Linked DNA regions of Mus musculus: all the other regions are linked to region 2. Evidence: chromatin contacts called from public capture Hi-C and promoter capture Hi-C data. All regions are on one chromosome and are shown on one strand. Each heading gives the region's core, a stretch centred on a gene start, on an enhancer-like site or on the middle of the called end of the contact. The rest is flanking DNA. Distances are from core to core; before and after follow the strand shown.

Evidence for each region. Capture Hi-C pulls out chosen DNA fragments and counts their contacts.
Region 1: a contact with region 2 is called in a promoter capture Hi-C map of liver. The contact joins the promoter of Cdk10 here to the promoter of Cbfa2t3 in region 2. A contact is called at or near these places in 4 of 39 promoter capture datasets (the C10 cell line, cranial neural crest, embryonic stem cells and 1 more), 1 of 15 datasets of contacts at CTCF or cohesin (large pre-B cells), 2 of 484 Hi-C or Micro-C datasets (bone marrow-derived macrophages and embryonic stem cells), 15 of 115 datasets of contacts at active chromatin or transcription factors (T-cell acute lymphoblastic leukemia, astrocytes, bone marrow-derived macrophages and 7 more) and 3 of 9 other capture datasets (adipose tissue, liver and macrophages).
Region 3: a contact with region 2 is called in a promoter capture Hi-C map of adipose tissue. The contact joins the promoter of Zfp276 here to the promoter of Cbfa2t3 in region 2. A contact is called at or near these places in 3 of 115 datasets of contacts at active chromatin or transcription factors (embryonic forebrain, large pre-B cells and stem cell-derived neural progenitor cells) and 3 of 9 other capture datasets (adipose tissue, embryonic stem cells and liver).
Region 4: a capture Hi-C map of macrophages shows a contact between it and region 2, with 5 times the contacts expected there. The contact joins the promoter of Spire2 here to the promoter of Cbfa2t3 in region 2. A contact is called at or near these places in 4 of 39 promoter capture datasets (hippocampal neurons, liver, pre-B cells and 1 more) and 1 of 9 other capture datasets (macrophages).

What each region holds. Positions count from the first base shown.
Region 1 is chr8:123,220,238-123,226,309 of GRCm38.p6, reverse strand. It overlaps Cdk10 (cyclin-dependent kinase 10), which reads right to left and starts at 1,469. Exons shown (of 13, transcript NM_194446.2): 1 at 1,342-1,469. The coding sequence starts at 1,428. It overlaps Spata33 (spermatogenesis associated 33), which reads right to left. Exons shown (of 3, transcript NM_177279.4): 3 at 4,265-4,492. The coding sequence ends at 4,281.
Region 2 is chr8:122,675,583-122,681,009 of GRCm38.p6, reverse strand. It overlaps Cbfa2t3 (CBFA2/RUNX1 translocation partner 3), which reads left to right and starts at 2,835. Exons shown (of 12, transcript NM_001109873.1): 1 at 2,835-3,148.
Region 3 is chr8:123,250,139-123,255,856 of GRCm38.p6, reverse strand. Zfp276 (zinc finger protein (C2H2 type) 276) reads right to left here and starts at 1,662. Exons shown (of 11, transcript NM_020497.2): 1 at 934-1,662; 2 at 1-150. The coding sequence starts at 1,141. It overlaps Vps9d1 (VPS9 domain containing 1), which reads left to right and starts at 1,635. Exons shown (of 15, transcript NM_028200.2): 1 at 1,635-1,869; 2 at 3,177-3,252; 3 at 4,838-4,930; 4 at 5,017-5,179. The coding sequence starts at 1,771.
Region 4 is chr8:123,330,400-123,336,226 of GRCm38.p6, reverse strand. Spire2 (spire type actin nucleation factor 2) reads right to left here and starts at 3,514. Exons shown (of 15, transcript NM_172287.2): 1 at 3,207-3,514. The coding sequence starts at 3,462.

The DNA.
Region 1 (6,072 bases), core at 220-2,719, 550 kb before region 2:
CTAACCACACAAGTGACAAGTCTCACCCATACCTGGCACTGAGAAACGTGCTTGCATCTTGCTTACCAAACAGAAAAGCAACCATGTATTTGGAATTTTCTGATGAGTGAAGGGGACAGATACCACTGGAATCACTTTGAAATACTGAAGCATACTGAAGATGGCCTAAGTATCCCCTCCAACCCAGTGTTCCAAATGTCTGCTGTCTAGTACCAAATGGCCACAAGCCATGGGCACAAACACCTCTGTGCAGGAGAATCCGGCCTTCAACAGGGAGTGCCAACTTTTCATGTGTGAGGTGCCTTTCTAAGTGCATTAGCTAAGCATTCCTTGGGTACAGAAGGACCAGAGCAAGCTTAGGATTCTATTCCACCAGCCCCCTGCTGGCTTCCCGACTCTTAACTGCCCTGCCCTGGGTTCTGTTACTCTGATACCTGATGGCCCCCACGATCCACTCTGAGCTCCCTCCCTCCCTCCCTCTCCTCGAGGATCCCTGTTCACTTCGAAATTCCATTCACCAGGATTTTGTGCTGCCACCTGAGTGTGGTATACCATTCCTTGTCAGATCTGCCCAAATTTTGGCAACACTTCCTGGTCCAAAACAAATGTCAACTCTTCTACAAACTTCTTACAGAATACTCCTTTTCTCCAAAGTCTCCACTATTTTATATCTCGGCTTATTTCTGAGTCCAGGTCTCACTCTGTAGCCCAGGCTCCCCTCCAAAGTGGAGTGACCATCCTGCCTCAACTCCCTGACTGGGATTACCAGTGTGGACCACCACGCAGGACTCTGACATTTTTGACTTAAGGGACCACTGCACACGTGCATTTTCTCCCCCTTTAAGAACGGCTTTCGCAACCTCGGCTTCCAGTGCAGTGCTCTGAGTTAACTAGTTGTTAAGTGTTGTCTCGTGCCTTGTGCTCTGAGGCTCTTAGTTAATGTGCCTTGGCCTCGCAAAGCATAAACAAGAAGTTAAAAATACGTGGGCTGCGGCAAAACCTCTTCCCACCAAACGTCTACTGGAGCAGAAATCGGAGCCCCTTAAGGTTCACCTTCACATCACACAAAAGAGACAAGACTGTGGGTAACGCCAGGTGAGACCCCCGCGGCTGCAGGTGCCACCGGGAACCTCCCACTCTTCTCGCCCTTGGTCGCTCGTCCTCGGTCCCACCCCGCCCCAGCCTCTGGGCTGCCGATTTCTGCCCACGCCGCGGCAAACTCGGGGACTGCCGTTCCCCCTCCGACGCTGGAACCTCAAACTTGAACGCGACACGGAACGCCCCGGTGCGCTTCAGTCTGGCCCTGCCACTCAGCGCCGCACGAGTGGCACCCCGTCGCACCCTGTGTTCTGGAGGCACGGTGAAGAAACCTTCCTTACGGATACACTTCAATCGGATCTGATCCGACTCCAGGTCCACCTCTGCCATGCCCAAGCCGCTGCCGCCCTCTTCCAGCGCGCAGGCGTAACGCCCCTCGGCGCAGGCGCATGACGTACTTCCGGTTTGTTCTGGACTTGGGGACGGAATCCGCTCGGAGCGCAGAGGCTCTGTTGTCTTTTAGCGTTAGATGCAGACACACTTCTACAAAGCTGCTCAAAGTACCATCTGTAGGCCAGCCTGCAGAAGACTCAGATTGGTTTTGATCAACTGGAGGAAAATGCGTCTCTTCCCTGTTTGCCATTTAAGTGAGACCAATTCCAGCGATCAGCCGTGCTTTCTGCCCTTCCAGACCACCACTGCTGAGAGCTATGCTTTCTGATAGTGGTTGGGTACATTCTCCGAAAGCTGGATGTGTGGGAACCCAGTCATTCCCGAGGCCAACCTCGTCCCCATCACTAGCCCAGGACAAGACGGAAGGAAACCTTGTACAGCCCGGGCAGCGTACACGAGAAAATGAAGATAATTAATGTACTGACCACTGGAGAGCAACTCTAGTCCAAGTGGTTCTTGGAGGTTGCACTCACTCAGCTTTTTTTGTTTGTTTGTTTGTTTTGCCAGGCAATAAGAGTGCCCGGCTGCTGGGATTTGAACCTGGTCCCTTCTGTCTGGAGCTCTGCACCCTTAATCGGTGAGCTAGTGCTGCAAGACTTGCACTTAGCTCTTGTACTGAGTAATGAACTCAGAACACCAATTGGCTCTGATCATCTGTGGAGGGTTTATATAGATTAGGAAGATGAATGTTCCTGCTTCTAAATGGCCAGAGTGCAGGTCCATGTGGGCACTATACTTAGGTTAATGCAAGCAGATTAGTTGGTGTTTGGACACAGTGCCATATGCCTGTAATCATAGCACTCTGGAGACTGAGGCCAGAAGATTCTGAGTTCAAAGCTAGAATGGGGTGCATAGCCTATCTTAAAAGGCTTTCAGTAGTGTGTCAATAAATCATGCCGGGCGTGGTGGCGCACGCCTTTAATCTCAGCACTTGAGAGGCAGAGGCAGGCAGATTTCTGAGTTGGAGGCCAGCCTGGTCTACAAAGTGAGTTCCAGGACAGCTAGGGCTATACAGAGAAACCCTGTCTCGAAAAAAACCAAAAAGAAAAAAAAGTCATAAATAATAATACTGTAAGATTTCTAATGGATTGTTTGCTATCTTACATTTCTTTTTAACTTTGGAATTCAGCTTTCCTCTGGGCACACTGTCACCTGTAATTGCAGCAGTCAAGAGGTTGAGGCTGCATGTTCAAGGCTGGCCTGGGCTATATACTGAGTTCTAATCCAGACTGGATTGGATGTGAGACCCTATCCCTGTTTCAGAACTCCAGCTGGGATTGTAGCTCAGTGGTGGAGCGCCTGCCTAGCATTGGGTCAAGTCCTAGGCTCACTCCTTAGCACTACATACACAAAGTTTTTTTTTTTTTTTTGCTTTTGCTTTTGTTTTTGTTTTTGTTTTTTTGAGACAGGGTTTCTCTGTGTAGCCCTGGCTGTCCTGGAACTCACTTTGTAGACCAGGCTGGTCTTGAACTCAGAAATCTGCCTGCCTCTGCCTCCCGAGTGCTCGGATTAAAGGCGTGTCTCACCACTGCCTGACTACAAAGCAATTTTAAAGTTAGTGGCTTGCAGACAGTTCCATTAGGCTCCAGCAACAGCAACAGCAACCTAGCAACAGCTTATGTCATCATCTGCCATCATGTGAGAGCCAGGCCTGTTTGAGGATTGCTAACACCCCAGCTTTCTCTTACCTCCTATGCTCTCTCCCTCCTTCTTCATTCTCTCTTTCTCTATCCCCACATGTTCCTGGCTGGCTTCTTCCCTTCTCTCTCTTCCTCTCTTTCTCTCTTTACCCTTCCCCACTTTGCCTCTGCCCCTTCCCTGCTCCACTTAGTAGGCCTGTGGCATTGCGTGATGGTTCAATGGGACTCCTTATCATGGGAGGGGCTCCTTCCTGTTGCATTATACCACATTATAAAACACAACAAAATTAATTTAAGTCATGTGTATGAATATGTGTGTGTGCATGTATGTATACATGCATGCATACAGTCAGGCCTGCAAGTGTATACTAGATAGGGTAGTATGTATTTTATATACTAGCTGGTATGATGTATCTGTTAGGATCTGTTGGCATGTGTTACAGGCAGCAGATCCCCCCAGCCCTAGTACAGGCGAAGGTTATGTTTGTGATCCTGATGGCCATACCACTGTCTCTGCTTAGCCCCCAGAGGCCAACCAATATGGCAGTTTTGTCTCATGGCCAACATGTCTGGCATTCCTAGTGGTCCTTTGCTATAAAGACCCTTCATCCACAGGTCCAAAAGAACAAGACAGCATTCACAGGCTACTGCCAGAGTCCCAAGTGCCCCATGCCCTCCTCACCTCCAGGACACATTTCATTCTTTTGCATCAGTAACAAGTCTCATAACATGCTAGGATCCCAGCAGCCGGGGTCTGCTCTGCTCTTGAACTTAACAGTGAGGTCTCACACTGGCCTTTTCCCAGACTGGGGGCAGAGCGTTTACTGACCTCCGATTTCTTCCACCTTCAGATGCAGATGAGCAGAGAGGATTTTAAATGCCCACCTGAGTCACAGTGTGAGTGGCCACCTGCTGTCTAGCACTGCATAGCTGGCTGTTGCCAATCCAGTCAGACCTTCAGGACCTCCGGATTTACTCTGAGTCAGCCAGCCCCCCTCTCCCCATTGAACTGAAACTGACTTTGGGAAAACTGTCACTGAGACAGAACGTCAAAGCCTGAAGACATAGACAGATGGGTATTCGGCTGCAGGTCAGGGAGGGGTGGCCCTTCTGTCACAGGAAAGGATCCCAGCTACCGAGAGCTCTCATTTATTCTGTGTTGTGTACATCATAGGCTGCTATTGTGCTGGGGCTCCTGTGTCGGTGGTAAGGACCCCAGTCGGCATGCTCCCGAATGGTTCTCTGTTCATCGTTGTCGGGGATGCCGTAGCTGATTAGCGTCTCGTTGGAGGCCCGGGTGATGATGATCTGCGGGATGACACTTCTCTTCTTGCTTGACCTTTGCTTTGTCTCAGGTTTGTCTAGAGGGAAGAAAACATCCATCCATTTAGTGTGTGTGGAAACGTCCATCTTCCACAATCAAGACAAAGCCGCTCTTAGCTCGCGGCAAAGGGAACAGATTCAGCACCAGCAAGAAAAACAAAACAGAGCCCGGCGGTGGTGGCGCACGCCTTTAATCCTAGCACTTGGGAGGCAGAGGCAGGCGGATTTCTGAGTTCGAGGCCAGCCTGGTCTACAAAGTGAGTTCCAGGACAGCCAGGGCTATACAGAGAAACCCTGTCTTGAAAAACCAAAAAAAAAAAAAAAAAAAAGAAAGAAAGAAAAATTTGAGGCTAGGGGTTGGAGAGATGGCTCAGTGGTTACTGACTGCTCTTCCAAAGGTCCTGAGTTCAATTCCTGACAACCACACCGTGGTTCACAACAACCTGTATAGTGGGATCTAATGCCCTTCTCTGGTGTATCTGAAGATAGCAACAATATACTCACATAAAATAAATAAATCTTTAAAAAATTAAATAAATTTGAAGCTAGCCTGGGATATACCAGACTCTGATACTGTTTCAGAAAACAAGAGTACAAGAGTATAAGCTAAGAAAATATTTTGTTAACTTATAAAATATTTTATACATTTTAGTTTAATGCATTTGTGGTTTGTTTTGTGGTATTTTTCTTCCTTGAGATGACCTCACTCTGTTGCCGAGGCTGGCCTGGAGCCCAGAATTTTCATGCCTTAGCCTCTCCAGTGCTGGGATTATGGGTAAGAGGTGCCATGCTTGGCTCTTTTACATTTCAATTTCTTTTAAAAAAATTTTTTTTTTTTTAGTTTCATGTACATGCATGTTTTGCTTGTATGTCTGTGTCCCATATGTGTTGCCTGGTACCTGTGGAGGTCAGAAGAGGGCATCTGACCCACAGGAGCTCGGTATTTGTGAGCCACCATGTGGGTGCTGAGATTCAAATCCAGTTCATCTATCTCGTAGAGCAGCCAGCGAGCACTCTTAACTGCTGAGTGCTCTTAGCCACTGAGCCATCCTTTCCAGCCCTTAGTTCCTTATTTTGATTTTTAAAAAGTTGTGGGTGGTGTGCGTGTGTGTTGTCTCTTAATGCAGCTATGTGTGTGTCAAGGCACATCTGTTCTTTCCTGCTATATTGTGGGCTCTGGGGTTCCAATTCAGGCCTATTTGAAAGTGCCTTTGCCTCTTGAGACATCTTGCTAGTCCCTAATTTTCAGTTTCTTCATTCAAATGGTTTTTTGGTTTTGCTTTTTTTTTTTTTTTTGGTTTTTTGAGACAGGGTTTCTCTGTGTAGGTTTTTGGTTTTTCAAGACAGGGTTTCTCTGTGTAGCCCCGGTTGTCCTGGAACTCACTCTGTAGACCAGGCTGGGGGGCTGGTGAGATGGCTCAGTAGGTAAGAGCACCTGACTGCTCTTCCGAAGGTCCGAAGTTCAAATCCCAGCAACCACATGGTGGCTCATAACCACCAGTAATGAGATCTGATGCCCTCTTCTGGTGCATCTGAAGACAGCTACAGTGTACTTACATATAATAAATAAATAAATAAATAAAAACAGGCTGGCCTCAAACTCAGAAATCCGCCTGCC
Region 2 (5,427 bases), core at 1,586-4,085:
ATCTATATTTTTGTCTCCCGGGGTTTTTAAAATAAATAGACCAAGTTTTTGAAGCAGATTCATAGAAAGATTCATAGAAAGATTGATCAGAAGGCAGAGCTGTCCCTGGGTCTGCACAACATGGATAGTGTCCCTGGTGTAGGGCACTGGTAACTAAGGAGTGGACAGAGACTCAACAAAACTCACCTTTATAGTGAGGTCCAGTCTGAGTTTCGTATTCTGCGTGTTTAGTTAAATGTCTAATGATGGTGTCCGCCGTCAAAATGTCACCCTGAGCCGTGAGAAAAGGAGGTGCTGCCCTTCTGGGGGGTGAGGATAGCAGAAACAACCCAGGTGTAGCTGGAAGTGTTAGACATTGAGATTGCTTTCTTTAGAGAAAGGGGCTTCTGTTCTAAGAAGAGCCCCCAGCTGCAAGTCTGGTGTCAGCTCTGTACTGTGAGCTCTGTACTGTCAGCTCGGGCAGGCACAGCCCCTCTCACAGCCTCGTGGGAAGCAGGGACCAGATAAAGGTAGAGAGCTGACTTCACTGGGGAAAGCCACACTGCCATAAGCAAGAGAAAGTGGCTCCTTTGAATTGAATCAAGCCCAGGTCTCTATAGACAATAAAGAGCTTCAGGCGGCACCTGATTTCCTGAGCGGCTGCTGCCTCTAAGGTGTCCACGTGATCCCTGGTGCTTGGTGACTCTTTGTTGTTCTGAGAAGGCGTGTGTCTTGCAGATGGACTGGATACACAGTGTGGGTTGAGAGCTTCCATAAGGTAACATGAGAGTGTCGAAGAGCTGTGACCTGGACATTTCCACAGGGAACCAGCTCTTCATAAAGTAGCAGGGAGACCAAGTGGGTAACAAATGGGCTCTGGAAATGTCTTTCCAGCTGGTGGAAAAATGGAGGGACAACGGCTGTCAGGACTCGTTGTGACTATGCTGCAGTGGGGCCGGCCCACTCCATACAAAGCAGCCCTCAGGGCCCCCACCATCTCCTCCCTGTGCAGCAGCCATGGCTCTCTCTTGGGAGAGCTTCCTAGCTGAGAGGTTTACCTGTCACATTGAATTCTGTACCTCCAACAGAGGTTGTGAGCACCTTTCTTAAGTTCAAGCCACACACTGGCCACTTACCACAAAACAGACATGCCACCCAGCAGCACGAGGTGGGTAAACCTGCAGCTCAAGCTGAGGGTCCCACTCCTGCCTCAGGCTGAGCTCCCAGAGACTGGCTTACGAGGTCTGCTGAGAGGCCACTCTGCCGGGGCCACTCTTCACGACAGTATCTCTGAAGAGGACTGTCCTTTGCTTTCTCGGTGTACACAGCACACTAGCAGCCACACAGCTGGTGTCCATATGCCTGGGATAAAAAGTTTGCGGTCTCAAGCCACATAGCCAACTCTTCTAGATCCACATTCCTCTGTGAAATGGGCTCGGGACCCTCCACTCCTCTATAAGATTGATACATGTGGCCAGGGAGATCTGAAAATGTGGACAGTTTTATAGGTGTCAGACTAGGATTAGATAGCATCCTCCACAGAGGGAGATCCGGGAAACCAAGGAGCCCAGATCCCACCCCAGGAGGACCGTGCAGGAACGCTTTTTCAAGAAGGCAGAGGTGAACCCCTGAGAGGGACCCCAACTGGGGAAAACCAAGCCACTACAGCAAGCCTGGAAAGAAACGGAGGGTATTTTTACTTATTTATTTATTTAATTTTGGCACATTGCTAGATTTTTATCCTTCACATGCAGATGTATGCCTAATGAGATGAAAATCAAGCCCCCCCCACCCCCACCCCCCCGCTGATCTGAAGTTCTGGCCCCTTGTCTCTGCAGGCGGTGACCCTGGGTCTCTCCTTAGTCTCAAAGAAGCAAAGTGTGAGTGAGTGAAAAACTGGGAAGGGAAAGGAAGGAAGTGCAGCGAGTTTGCTCAAATGTACCAACCGGAGGAACGCCTGGGACTTGTCGCAAGGCGCCTCGAGGAAAAGTGGGTAAAGTGGGTGGGGAGCAGGCTCAGAGGAAGCAGAGAAAGTAGGACGCGGACAAGCAGAAGCAGCGGCTGGGGGCTTTTCCTCAGGTTGACATTAAAATGAATGATATGCAAACGAATGCAAAGCATATGCGAACGCCGGCCCCGATGGCAGTGGGGAGAGCGGGATCCTGAGCCCACTTGCCGCAGGTCGCCTGGCGCCTTGGGGACCAAGGCCGAGCGCGGCGGGTGGAGCGCGCCCCCTGCCGGCAGAACGCGCAGGTGGCCCGGGTACCCCGAAGGGCTTGCGAAGGGGGTGAGGGGGGGTGCGGCGGCCGAAGGAGGGGCGCCCGCCTCCCCGTCCCGGAGTAGACACCGCGGCTCCGGGAGCAGCGACGCCGTCGGGCTGCGACTGCTCCGAGGTGGGTGTGTGCGGTGCGCTCAGCTCGCCCGCCCTCCCGGGGCGCGGCCTGCGCGGGGCGGGGGCGCACAGCTAGGAGTCCGCCCCGCACCGGGTTGCCCCGCGCCGCACGCACTGGCTACGCGCTGGGACTCCTCGGCCCGTTCCCACTCCACGGCCCCGCTCTCCTGCATCCGTACGGGGGTCCCACGCGCGGCCTGGCGCTCCTGAGGTCCCTACGTCCTGAGTCGGACCCCATAGCCAAGTCCGCCGGGCGCGTCCCGGGGCCCCTCGGCCACCCGGGCGGTGGAGGCGGGAGCCGCTCTGGGCATTGGGCGGCGCCGGGCGCACGGAACCGGGCCTCTCTCCGGCGGCCGGCGCCCCGGGGCGGAGCGAGCGCGATGGGCGTCGGGCTGGAGGCAGGTGGCGCAGCGGCGGCGGGGCGCGGGAGGCGGGGGCGGAGCGCGCGGGGCGGGGGCCGCGGGACTCGGTGAGACGCGCGGGCGAGCGCGCGGCAGCAGAGCCGAAAGCACGGCGGCTGGACCCGGCGGCCGCCGAGGCCGAAACCACCCGGGCAGCGTGCGGGCTTTGTTCCCGCGCTGGGGGCCGAACGCACTCGGCATGGCCCAGGCGGTCGCCCCGCGCGCCCCGACCCCGCCGCGCGCCTGAGCCCCGCGCAGCGCGAGAAGACAGCGTACGGATCGCCCCCAAGTTATGGAGGTGGCGACCCAGTGAGAAGGAAAAGCCACTTCGGGAGCCGGGTTGCGAGAGAGCTACGGTCCCCTGGAGCTCCAGACCGTAAGTGCCGCCCCTGCCCTGTTCAACACCGCCGCTGTCACCCTACTTTGCCGGTTGCTGCCGTCCCGGGGGTCCTCGCTTTGCACCCCCTCTCCAGCCCCTCCACTTTACAAAGTTCGTGCCCACGGCAGGGTGGAGCCAACTCTGCCCACTCATTTGACTGAGTTGCAGCCACCCTAGGTGAGCAGACAGCTTGACCTGTCCAGAGTGTGTGTGGTTCATCTTTAGGTAGGAGCTGAGTCGGTGGGGGAGTATGGGCTCCCCAACCACCACCCACAAGCGCCCCCTGGGGTGCCGGGTCTCCTGACAAAGACTGGTAGCCTGAATGACAGGGCTCGGGACTGACTGGAGTAGCGGGAGGGCAACCTTCCTGGGAGATAGTGCTGGCAGGAGAGGGTCTGCTGCTTTCTCTAGCCCTTCCCCCTCTTATTTTGGTCCCTGGATCAGCCATTAGGGCCATGGAGCTGAGCATCCTTCCTGATGGTCGGGAGGGGATCCTGACCGCCCTCCCTGGGGTCCTGACAGCCAGGTGCAGGCACAGCCTCCGGCTCTGATCCTTCTCACAGGCTTTGGGAACGGTCCATCTGTGTGTAGGGCAGGCCCAGAGCCAGGCTGTGGGAACAGCGGGGAGGAGGTGTGAGGAGGTGTGAGCACCGCGGAGGGACAGATGGCTGGGAATTCAGCCGGAGTCGGGCTGACTAAGGTGGAGCAGAAGGCAGCCAGGCTGGCAGCTCCTGGCTTTGAGCCGCTGCCTTTCAACTCATGGCCCTGAACTTGGTGTGTTTGGGCTTCTTGACCACAGTGCTGGCTGGACCTACCCCCCTGCTCCATGAATAGAACTATCTGATCATGTGAGCTAAAGCTGACTTTCAGAGCCCAATTCCTCAAAATAACAGACGATCTCATGCTCCTGTTTGTAGGGTTGATCCCAGTAACTGTCACACCCGTCCCTCCTATCCTGAGGCCAGGATGTGGCTTCATTATGTCTGGCTGGGTGTGTGCTTCCTCCCGGCGCTCAGAAACAGGAGGTTCCCAGGCAGCCACTCAGAGGATGGGGCTGGCAGAAGACAAAGGGAGCGGTCACTTTGCCCTGGCATTGCCCTTGCAAGTTGCTGGAAGGTTTCAGAAACTTCTCAAGACTGGGACTCTCTCATCTCCCTAAGACCCCAGGGGCTGGTCTGAGAGAGTTCAGCCATACCCGGCCAGAATGCACTTGGCTCCTGGCCTGGGAAGAAGTAGGAAAGCCCTGTGAGAGATTTCTGGTCTTGTGCATGGAGGGATCCTGATGGGGGCTACACTGGGGTCATGATGTCACCCCACCTTGGTCCACTGAAGGGCGGAAGTCAGAAGATGTGGCTGTCCCCAGTTGGCACTGGGAGCCCACAGTTAGAGCACCAAGCTGAGAAAATGCCGCTATTTGGGACTGTTTTTTTTTTGGGGGGGGGGCACAACCACTCTTGTGCATTGAGAGGGAAAAGCAGAGAAAGGAGGAACCCTGCGAACAGAAGGAACAGATGTGGTGCTCGGTGCTGCCCGGGAGCTAGACAGACACGGGGAGGGAGAATATCACGTTAGGACTGATTTTCTGGCGGAATCCACCCTCCCGGGAGGTACTGTGATCTTGATGAGAGGGGAGAAAGGGAGGGCCATGTGTACCTGGCACACCACCATCTTTTGCTGTGTGCCAAGCCTGAGCTGGCATATGGAAGACACCCCTGGACAGTTCCTTGCAGGATGCTCTGGGGCTGCTGGGTGGTCCAAGCAGCTCTCAGGTCCTTGTCTGGCTCTTCCTCTGTTACCGGGTTATCCATGTAATTGAGTTACCACCTCCAGGAAATCTCTCTGATTGCGCTCCACATATACTCCTTTCTGCGTGACTGAAAGAAACTCGTTTTCCTTCCTACACGCAGATCTGGAAATGCTGGCAAGGCTGGGTCACTGGGCCACAAGATCTGAGCCAGTAGGTTTGCCCACCATGGAGAACCAGGCTTAGCTTCAGCCTCTTCTGATGCAGAAGACAGGAGGGTGTGTCGGGAGAGGTGTTTCCCACCACCTTCTGGAATGGTCTTCCCTCCCCCCTCCTGCACTGTAAGCGGGATGGGTTTGGGGGTGGGGGGGTTCTGATTCATTCTCAGCCTCCCACGTGCCAGTGGGATGGTGGTGAATTAGATGGATCTAGATATCCTCCAACCACCAAGAGAACCCTCCTAGCTCATTCATGGCTGCTCGGGTGTGCATGTGTATGCTGGGTGCGCATGGAATCCAGCACAGGACAAGAG
Region 3 (5,718 bases), core at 413-2,912, 580 kb before region 2:
GCTGGAAGTCCCTAATGAAGACACGCTCTCCTGGGGACAGTCTTTCTGAAGTCTCCCCAGGCACTCTGTCAGAGATGCTTCGGAGGCTCCGTGAGGAAAACTTCCCATGGCAGAGTCGACAATGCCCCATAGCGAGAGTCCGGCCTGCTCCTGCGCAGAGAAGCAAATGTGACATAAGCGAGGTACTCGCAGTGCAAGGGCCACTCTTCCCCCTGGCCTCCGAACACTGCAAGCAGAGAAGTGCCCGCACCAGGCTTCCTAAACACAAGAGTAGCGGGACTGGGACTCGGGAGCTGGCCTTCCTCACTGAACACTCAATATTCAAGGAACCCCAGATGCCTACAACGAAGATGAAACTTAACATCCCTATTCTGAAAATGTGTCCAAGCCGTGCCTCAAGAAACTAACTCACTGTTCATCCCTGTCCATCTATAGGTGCCCTGCCTGCAGCATGTGCATGATGCCACCCAACTGCCCCTAGTGGGAGTAAAGGACAGCTTACATAGGAAAGCCATTCTCAGATGACTGAAGAACACCACACTAATGTGATGCACATGGAGGCTGTTAACCTAACTAGCTGCTGCTTGTTCACAAACTCGCAGCCGCACAAGGAACAAGCAGTTAGTTCACTTAACTCAGTTCCCAACGCAGGTTAGGTTATAGGCCTGTTTTAACCATCAAGAAACTGGGGTTCAGAAAAAGTTAAGCAATTACCCTAAAAGTCCATAGCACGAAGAGCAAACTTGAAGCCACACCTGTGTGCCTTCAAATCTTACGCACTAAATAGCAGCGACACAGAGCTGTCTGGGCGGCAGAGGAAAGGGCCTCTATCGGCAGTTCTCCAGAGGGCCCGCGTTCTCCAGAACCAGGAGGCCTGGTTTGCTCTCATTATCACTAAGCTCGCACCGGGGCCCGAGGACGCCTGGAACCCACCAGCTTCGTCTGTACCGTCGTCGCCTGTGTCCCCGCAGGAGCGTGTCATCGAGCCCCAGCTGAGCTGAGCAGCCGCCCCGTCAGCGCTCGTTCCGCCGCTGCGAGAAGGGCGACCCCGAGTCCGACCGCTTCCACAGCCGCCGCCCGAACCCCCGCGCTGCCGAGCTATTCCGGGAGACAGGAAGCGGCCGAGGCGGTCCCGCTTCATGGTGGTAGGCGACACTCGCTCCCTGCTCCGCGCTGCTCGGTGTGGCTCGGCCCCCTGACTTCTTGCTAGAGCGGACTTAACTTGGCACACTCCGTGCCGTTCCGCTACTCTCCGCCGCGCTGCCCCGCTCCGCTCGGCTCCCCGAGATCGGAGCCGGAGGAAGCGAGGGCTGCAAGGAAGCGAGGAGCGGTCTGGGGAGCCACAGCGGCCGCGGCGGGGTCAGGAGCCCGGAGTTCTTCGGGTCTCTCGGAACTCGCGACAGGCCCTTAAAGGAGGGGCAGCCCGGAGGGTGAACGGCCGCGGACTGCCGCCCGGGCGGTGGCGCACAACAGAAACCCTTCAGAGCAGTAGCTCTCCCCGCCAGCCTTCCCGTCCGCGCTCGCAGCAAGTTGGCCGGAGGAGGTGACAAGAGCCACTGACCCCTCCGGTCCCCTAAACCCAAGTCTGCGCGGCGGGGCGGGGCGCGGCGGGGCGGGGCAAGGCCGGCGGAAGTGTGTCCGGGTCCCCTTCCGGCGGTGCGCAGCTCCTGCGCCTCCCTCAGCTCCGCGCTCCGCGTTCCGGTCTGGAGGCGTCCGCCCCGTCCCGCCCCTGCCGCCGCGGCCTCCCGCTCCCCGCCCCCGCCCAGCGCCATGGCCGCTGCGGCCGGGGACGGCGGGGCGAAGCCACTGCAGAGCGCCATGAAACTGGCCAACAAGGCCATCGAGCTAGACACCGGCAACCGGCCCCGGGTGAGGCTGGGAGGGTCGCGGAAGCAGCTCTGGGAGGCCCTTTGCCCCTGGTGGGTGGGCGAGGGCGGGCGTGTAGAGGGATTCGGCGCTCCCGATGCGCGCGGCGGCGGCGGCGGCTCTGGGACCGCGCCCGGAGACCCGGGGCCCGGAGGCTAAGGGCGCCGAGCTCTGCGGGGACCTGGAACAGCTCAGCTCGCACTGGGCCTAGATTTACCTGTGTGATGAGGCGGTGTGACATAAGGAGGAGGTTCTGTTTGCAAAGGACCTACATCCAAGATGTAGATGACAGATGTGTGTGTGTGTGTGTGTGTGTGTGTGTGTGTGTGTATTCTTGACAGAGTCTGTGTAGAGTTAATCTAGAAAAGACCCGACTGTTGGCTCATTCAGGATGCTGCTGCTGTCTGCAGTTGCCTTCAAAGGTCATTTGTAAAGAAACCCAGGCACAAAAGGGGTGTGGCCTGTCACTGAGAATAACTGCTAATTAAAAGGATGGCAACAAGGTAGAAAAGCCGGCTGGGCCACCCAGAGCTTCCATAGGACAGGACGAATCACTGGTTGTCCAGTGCCCCAACTTAGTTTTCTAGGGCACCCTCACAAGACCAGAATCCTACCTGAAACCCATTTTATCTGAAGTGCTGAGCTAATTAAAGTTGGGTAATTTTGACAACGAGTAAAACGAAACACATACAGACCAGAGTGCGTTCTGTCTTGAGCTGTCACAGAGCCCAGAGCAGAGGGGTCACACAGCTGAAACCTGCAGCTCGGTGCTCTGGGCTCCTTTGAGCAGAGGGAATTATTCTGGAGTCTGTAGAATGTTATTTCTTCACCTAAGCCAAAACTTGAGATTGACAGATGAGCCCTTATCCTCTCCTCAGATTTCAGGAAGTGCTTTTCATGAGACATGGAAAGACTGCTAGTCTTTGAGTTGCACAGGAAGAGAACTTTGTCACACAGAGTGGAAACCCTTATTGCTGCTCAGGCAGCTCTGTGGAGCCTCCTGACTGAAGCTCAGCTCCTTCATGTGGTGGATAGTAATGAGAGGAGAGGTGTGTCTGTCTGGGAACTCCTCAGCACAGTGTTGAAGGAAGGAATTCTTTGATTTTTTGTTCTGTTTGATATCTTTTTCCCTTCAAGTCTAGACAGTATAGATACCATCTGTGTCCTAGCTGGACCATCCATCACTGAAGCCTAGAAGGAAGTCTTGTCAAAAAACAAGCAGGCACTGTTGGTCCTGCAGTTGTATCTGGGCATTCACCAGGCAGGCAGGATGCAGGCCTGACCACTGCTATTCTCTCCCCTGCATCTAGGAAGCGTACGTGGAATACCTGCGCAGCATCCACTACATCTCCCAGGTATTGCTCGAAGACGTGGAAAACACTACAGGTATGCCTTCAGACTTGCTACTCCTCTCATGATAGCAAAATGGTGCCCCCACCCACCCACCCATGCCCTTGCCCACCAGCTGGCACCGCCAAATGTTTTCAGATGAGGGCGGGGAACTGTCTCCTTTTCTGCCTTCTGAGGTTTTCCAGAGGTCTCCTGTCTCTTTCCAACCTGGTCCTTATCGTTAGCATATGATGTCATAGTGTGACATGCTGGCATTGAGGAGAAGTGGTCAGGATTAGGGGACGGATTGTGAATTGGGTCAAGACACTGCCTCAAGGTAGTTAAGAGTGAGATGCACAAAGTGGGGGCCTTGCCAGCAAAAGTACGTTTAAAAGGTCCTGGAGGAGGAAGTAGTTAAATTAGTGTTTTGTACATCTTGGACGGATGTGGAAGAGAATTCTGGGAACCTCCCAGAGCTCTACCCAGCATGGGGAGGAGCATAGAGCTTGGGTGTATTCTGAAAGAGAAGCCAACCAGACTTGCTGGGGTGGGTGGTGAGCTGCTAGCCACAGGGGGTGTTCCAAGCAGATGAGGGGCGACATCACATAAGGGGAGAAATGGTGAATCCCGGTGTGCTGCTACAGATGCAGCTCAGTTGGTAGACAGCTCTTGTCTAGCATGCAGGAAGCCCTGGGTTTGTCCCTGGCACAGCATAGATGAATGTGATAGCACAAGTCTGCAGTCTTAGCGTTTAGGAAATGGAGGCAGGAGGATCAGAGGTTTGCGATCATCCTCAGCTATGTAGTGAGTAGGAGGCCAGCCTGGGCTACATGAGGCCCTGTCTCAAATTTTTAGAAGTAGAGAATTCGTCTGTGAACATGTAAAGTCTGAGGCACAGGCAACCCACTGGACAAAGGAACACAGTTAGGGAGAGTTACTGGGGAACACATGAGCTCAGCTGAGCCCTCAAGTGTCTGAAGCCAGGGGTTTCCAGAAAAAACTTAAGGCAGTAGTATCTTAGAGGACAGGAAAAAATTGGAATGACCTGCCGTCTTTTGCATAGCAAGGCTGGGTAAGGACAGTTTAGGGGAACCTGGGTGCTAAAACGGGTATGGACTGAGGAGGGAATGGAGTTTATGAGGCATTCATTGGAAGGGGGAACAGGAGAGTGGTTGCAGGAGCTGGGAGGACTTAGCGAAGCACAAAAAGACGTGTCTGCTGATGGAAGCGGGCCATGGGCGGCAGGGAGCAGCACAGGCACCCGAAGTCACCCATGGGAGACACCGGGGAAGGAGGCCGGCCGTGCACACGTAGCACCTACAGGGGGGCAGGTCTGTGGAACAGGCAGCTAGTAGGTGGTGGGCTAGGAGACCCTGTAGCACCCATGTCTCTGTGCAGTAGCCATGAGGGCTGCATGGCTGTCCCCAGAGGAGCTGTGATTACAAGCAGGCCTGACACTCGGGCACCAGAGAAGGGCAGGTCAGCGTGATGCTTGGCTGCCAATCCCACATGCGTGCCCTGTATTGAGCCACAGTTCCGAGATGAATATGAGTTGGCTTGCCTAGCTTTTACAGTTCCTTCTTCTTAGTCAGAATGTGAGTCACTGCAGAAGGGCTAACTGTCCCCCATGTTCCTTCCCTAGAAGCTGGGGAAACTGTGCCCCCTGAGACCTCAAAGATGCTAAAGCTGGCTGAACAGTGTCTGGAGCGGGCCCAGTCAACAGCTACCAAGCTTGGTGGGTACACAAAGAAGAGGGCTCCTGGGGCCTGCTTTGTGGGCTGGTCCTAGCCTGCTGACCAGGGCGCTGTGCATGCCTTGCAGGGAGAATATGCCTGAAGCCAGCCGTACCTGCGGCTCCTCCCACACCCTTGCCAACCAGCAGACACCGCCGAGTGTGTTCAGATGAAGGGGGGAAGCTGTCTCCTTTCCTGCCCCCTGAGATCTTCCAGAAGCTGCAGGTGGCAGAATCACAAAACTCTAAGAAGTAAGATGGGCAGAGTGGGAGGTGTGCTAACGCTGTTGATGGGTTGGAGGCTGCACCCAGTGAGTTCCCCTTGGAGCAGTTGGTTAAAGTGGCTCCCAGAGCAGACACACACCTGGCCTGACAGAAGCAAGTGCAAACTCTCTCAGGAAAAGTGCCTTCGTCTTTAAAAAAAAGTGAACGGCAAACAGACACAGCCATTTAGAAAACAGACTTGATGAGGTAATGATGACGGAACAGACCTGGGAAATTTTCAGGTAGTTACCAGGCAATGGCCAAACAGCACTGAGGTTTGTTTAGAAATACAAAGTTTAGCCAGGCAGTGGTGGCACACGCCTTTAGTCCCAGCACTTGGGAGGCAGAGGCAGGCAGATCTCTGAGTTCGAGGCCAGCCTGGTCTACAGAGTGAGTTCCAGGACAGTCAGGGCTACACAGAGAAACCTTGTCTCGAAAAACCAAAACCAAAAACCAAAATAAATAATGAAAAATGTAATGCTAAAATTTGTTTTTTAAAATGAGTTAGGGAATCTAACGTCCTCTTC
Region 4 (5,827 bases), core at 2,265-4,764, 650 kb before region 2:
AGTACACTGTAGCTGTCTTCAGACACTCCAGAAGAGGGAGTCAGATCTTGTTACAGATGGTTGTGAGCCACCATGTGGTTGCTGGGATTTGAACTCCTGACCTTCGGGAGAGCAGTCGGGTGCTCTTACCCACTGAGCCATCTCACCAGCCCCTGAGTCTAATTCCTAACACCCACATTAGGTAGCTTACAACCTCCTGTAACTCTGGATCCAGGGGGTATCCAATACCTCTGAATTCTGCAGACTCCTCCTGCACTCATGTATGTGTACACACACAAGTATACACAAACACACACACACCCTTAGGAGTGACTATGGAGACATCTCCCAATTTAAGATTAGGAGACTGCCAGGCAAGGTAGCTCATGTCTGAAATTTCAATATTCAGGACTCAAAGGTGGAAGGATCTTCATGAGTTTAAAGCCATCCTGAGCTACAATTCAAGATAGCCTGGGCTACATGAGATACTGTGTCAAAGAAACAAAATCAGGAGGCTGGGGAGACGGCTCAGGGGATAAGGTACCTGCCACACAAGCATGAAGAACTGAATTTGGATCCGCAGCACCCGTGTAAAAGCAGAGGTTAGCCGCAGGATCCTATAGCCCTAGTGCTGGGGACTGGAGATAGTGGTATACCAAGCAGCTGCTCGTCAAGTCAAAATGGTGAGCTTCGAGATTAGTGAGAGACTCTGTCTCAAGCGGAAGGTGGAGAATCAGACCAGCGTGGCTCAGAGATTGACCTGGGTCTCCAATATCCCACACAGCAGAGATTAAGACGCTCTACTGGCATCAGAACCAGCTCCTTCAGGAATAAACTACACAGGGAATTCACTAGTACCTCAAGTCCAGAAAGACACAGGGCTAGCTACTTTCAGGGAGTGGCTACCTTAAAGTTTCAGTGGCTTTATGAAGCTCAGAGACTGCTCTGGTAAATACATTTTTAAAAAATCTATCTATCTATCTATCTATCTATCTATCTATCTATCTATCTATCTATCTATCTATTTATTTAATATGTGTAAGTACACTGTAGCTGTCTTCAGACACACCAGAAGAGGGCGTCAGATCCCATTACAGATGGTTGTGAGCCACCATGTGGTTGCTGGAATTTGAACTCAGGACCTCTGGAAAAGCAGTCAGTGCTTTTAACCACTGAGCCACCTCTTCAGCCCCGCTCGCTCCAGCTAAATACTTTTTTTTTTACCCTTCAAGAGCCAGCAAGTTCCTGTAGTCCCAGCATCTGGGACTTCAAGGGTTCAATATCAGCCTGAACAACATAGCAAGATCCTGTCCTAAATCAAACAACCAACCAATCAACCAAACCCCCAAACAAGTTAAAACGCTCATATGCCTTCATGGGGTATGCTTACCAACAGACATTCAGAGTTATTCAATAGTTATTCAAAGATAACAGTGGATAGAAAGTGAAGTTGGTGCCTGCCACAGACAGGTTCCTCTCCCCAAAGGTCAACATAGAGTGCTTTCTCTGAACTTTGACCCAGCAGGAATTGCTACTGGTCTGAGAACAAAAAGGCAGTACAACTCTAGGGGGTGGAGAGCTAGGCTGTTGAGTGTCCTTTTTGATGTTCCCAGAGAAACCCAGCAGGGAGCTAAGCTGGGTTTGTTCACAGTGCAGCCCACTACCGTTACAGTGGCAAGCCACTTACAACCCTAAGCCTCAGTTTTCTTGTCCCAAACATCACAGGCCAGACCAAGCAGGCTGCCTGCAATCCTGTGTTGCTCTGCAGTGCTGGGAACCAGATCCCGGGTTATATTCTCTATGGTAAGCAATGGGGTGGGCCCAGGAATAGCCTTGTGAGGCGGCCAGAGCCACAGGAGTGTTAAGGCTGTGAAGAGTTGATGGTGGTGCACCTGCCCCTTCAGGCCAGCCTTGGAAGAGGGAGCCCAGCAGGGTTTATGCAAATCATGCCACTTTCTGAGCGCACTGGCCAAGGTTAAACCTCAGCCTACCTGGGTGTTGTGTTTATTATTTCCCTGTGCAATATATCGGGGCTTTTGTGCAAAATTTAACAGCTTGGAAGTGTCAGGCAGGGGTGTGGAGGGAGGGAGGAAATGGGTATAGGCTGAGAAGCCTGGGAAAGCCACGGTGGCGGCTCCTCTGTGCGCACAATGGGCCCTTCCTGCTCCAGAGGCAGCTGTTGTCCTTTGCTTCTCTTTGGCCTTGCTTATCATTCCTAGTCCCCCGCAGATGCCTGCCTGAGAGAATTTCTGCAAGCCCACAGCTCTCGGGGTTGGAGGGAGGCCAGCCTTCCCTCAGCAAACACACAGCCTGCCTTTGTGCTCCCAACCGGGTATCAACTTTTGGGGTACTATCACTGTATGCCCCATACTAGAACTACAGTTCTCCAGGGGGAAAGTGAGGCGGAACAGTAGACAGGAGCCTGAACTCAACGCTCTGAATAGACTACAATAATCTTTCAAAAGCTCAATTGTTGGTTCTCACTGTTTAAGTTTTGGTTTTTTTTTTAAATCACAGGTTATACACTCTGCTTACATTTACAATTAAACTCAAAAAATTAGTATTAATTCAGTACAGACTCAGAACAAGGCACATTACTCCTGCTCTCCCTACCCCTAGAAAAAGGCACACATCTCTAAGTAGCCTCAAGGTCTGCAGTGTCGCCAGAGGGGAGTACCAGTTTCACGGGAACACCCACAGGCCCTGCCAGAGCAAGGCCAGAGGACTGCAGACTCCCCCAAACCATCTTAAAGGGAACTGACTAAAGGAGAGGCTTCCGAAATTCAGGACTTGACCGTAAGATACTCCGGCTTTTAACCAAAGCCACTCTCCCCTGGGGAAAGCGTCCCTGGGCGCGAGCAGCCAACCGGCCGCTTCTCATCAAGAACGATGGGCTGTTGGTAGGGTTATCCCAGACTGCGTGTGTGTGTGTGTGTGTGTGTGTGTGTGTGTGTGTGATAGTGGGCTGTTGGTAGGGTTATCCCAGACTGCGTGTGTGTGTGTGTGTGTGTGTGTGTGTGTGATTGTGGGGTTCTCCTAGGTCGAAGGGAAGACAAGGAGTCCCAGATCCAGAGGGCAGGGTGGGGCCTTCCCGGTCCGGTAGAGCGCTATCTGGGCGCTGATGTGAGAAAGGTCGAGGCCCCGTCACTTGGCACCGGGGTGCCCTCAGCGGCCGCCCGCTCGCCCGCCGCGCCGGCCACACCCCCACCCACTCCGGTGCGCCTTACCGGGCTCCAGCCGCGCGCCAACCGAACCGTCCCTACGCAGGAGGATGTCTGCCGTGTCCCGGATGCGCCGCACGCCGCCCGGCTCGCCCCGCAGCCCGCGGCAGCCCTGGAAGCACACCGCCCAGGCCTGCTCCTCGTTGATGGGCTGCTCGTACACCTTCAGCACTTCCTCCAGGGACAGCTCCCACGGCTCGGGCCGCGCCGCGCCCCCCGCGCGTTCGGGAGCTGCTGCGCCGCCGCCGCCCGCCCGGGCCATGGCCGCCCATCATCGCCGCCCGCGCGCGCGGCGGGTCTCCATAACAGCGGGGCGACGCACCGCCGAGCGAGGGGGCGGGTCCCGCGCCGCCCGTGTGCTTTGTCATTCCGGCCCCGCCCCTCGCGGGCAGATGCAGGTGAGGGCGGGGGCTGATGGAGGAGGAGGAGGCTAATGGTCAAAGAGGCGGGGCCGGGCGGGGAGGGAAGGGAAGACCGGTAGGGAGGGGCGAGCCAGGGGGAGGGGCAGAGCTAGGAGGGGCAGCCGGAGAGGGAGGGTGCAGGACAAGAGAGGACTAAGGTTTGTTAGAAACCGGTTGGGGGTGCGAGGAGGAAAAGCTGACTGAAGAGGGGTGGGGTTAAGCATGATGGGGACCTTGCACACGAACACACACACACACACACACAGAGGCACACGTACACGCGCTCCCTTGGCTCTGGCTCTTTAAAGCAGACAGTGCCTGTGATGGTCTTTGTGGAAGGCCTGGACCTTAGGAGGTCGCTATAGTGTGATTGGCTCAAAGATGATGCAAGCCTTCAGGGATGAAGTACTTCATAAATGGTCCTTTTTTTCTGCTCGAAAGGATCAGCTTCAAACCCTTAGTGTCTTAGTGACAAACAATGTGACCGAGCTAACACAACACCTCATTCTCAGAGTGTGTTGCCTTCATTCCAAGGCACATCAAAAGTGTTAACAAGCTAAGCACAGCACACAGCTTTGTTGAAAGTAGTTTCAGCCATCTTTACGACGGTTGAGAAGAACAGAGCGAGAAGACACAGCTGGGAGATAAATGATAACAAGGCAGTTGGTCTCGGGCTTTGCTTTGCGGTAGAACTATCGCCTAGGAAGCACAAGGCTGGGACATAATTGTAAGAGAGAGACTTGGTGTAGGGCTGGCTGACAATCTCCTCTGGATTCTTAGTCTTCAATTGGAAAGAAAGGATACAAATGAATTTTGCCTGAAAGTGTTTATAATCAATATCTGGGCGAGTGTGACATCCTTCAACCAGTTCTCAAGCTTATGAGACACAACAGATTTAAGCGGAACCAAAGGACACTGGAGAAGAGGAAATGAAAGGGAAGGTTCTCTCTGCTCAGGATACATTGTGCAGACAACCTGGAACTCTGGCTCTTCTTCCCTAATCCTCAGAAACTTCAAGGGCTACCTCAGTAGGGAAGGAACAGTAGGAACCTCCCACAAGGAAACTCATTCCTTGCTTATGTTAGGAATGAGAGCCTGTATCCAAGTAGTTTAAGGAAAGTCTGAGTCACACAGTACCAAGTGTGTGCTGACAGCGCCCACTGATGAGGCCAGGGTGTTTCTGGTTGGCCGGCTCATAGAATGGTTTCTGTGTTTCTTTTTCTTTTCTTTTCTTTTCTTTTCTTTCCCCTTTTTTCTCTTTTTTCTTTTCTTCTCTTCTCCTCTTTCTTTCTTTCTTTCTTTCTTTCTTTCTTTTAATGGTTTTAAGGTGTTTATTGTAGAAAGGCAGAGAGAGGGAGAGAGTAGAGAAGTAGAGGCTGGCTATGACCACGTGGAGAGAGGGGAAGGGAAAGCAGAGAAAGGGGGAGCAAGGGAGTAAGAGCAAGAGAATAAGAGGTAAGAGAGCTATTTCTGTAATTCTAATGGGTGGTATCTTAGCCAGGGTTTCTATTCCTGCACAAACATCCTGACCAAGAAGCAAGCTGGGGAGGAAAGGGTTTATTTGACTTCCACTTCCACATTGCTGTTCATCACCAAAGGAAGTCAGGACTGGAACTCACACAAGACAGGAAATAGGAGCGGATGCAGAGGCCATGGAGAGATGTAACTAGCTCAGAACCTGGAATCACAACTCAATTAAGGAGTGAGCCACCCACGCGCTGTGCGGTGACCCGGGAGTGATGGATCACAGCTGGGGATTTACAGTAAGGAAGTGCCTCTCAGGGAGACCCAGTGTGTGGGGGTCCCTGACCCAGAGGGCAGCAAGAGACCAGGCAGAAGTCAGGCAGTGTGTATGTGTGCGGGCATCTCCCAGGCTCCCTCAGTGGTACTGCCTTGCCCCACTTTAGCAGCAGAAGCACCCACAGGAGATGCATCATTCTGGTGTCAGTGAAGTGAATGGGCAGAGGATGGAAATTATCCACAAGGAAGTTATTTAGGATGCAGCACACTATTTCCCATTATCATCACAGGGCTCATGCCTTAAAGATTTGAGCCTTAACTGTTTGCGCCAACCATAGATTGGCAATTGGATCGTGAGGACTCTGACATAATCAATGGATATTCTACATATTTCTTTTTTTTTTTCTACATATTTCTTATTGGTTTTTATTGTCTGTGTGTGATATGAGGGCAGATGCGTATTGCCCTAGCATGTGTGTGGAGACC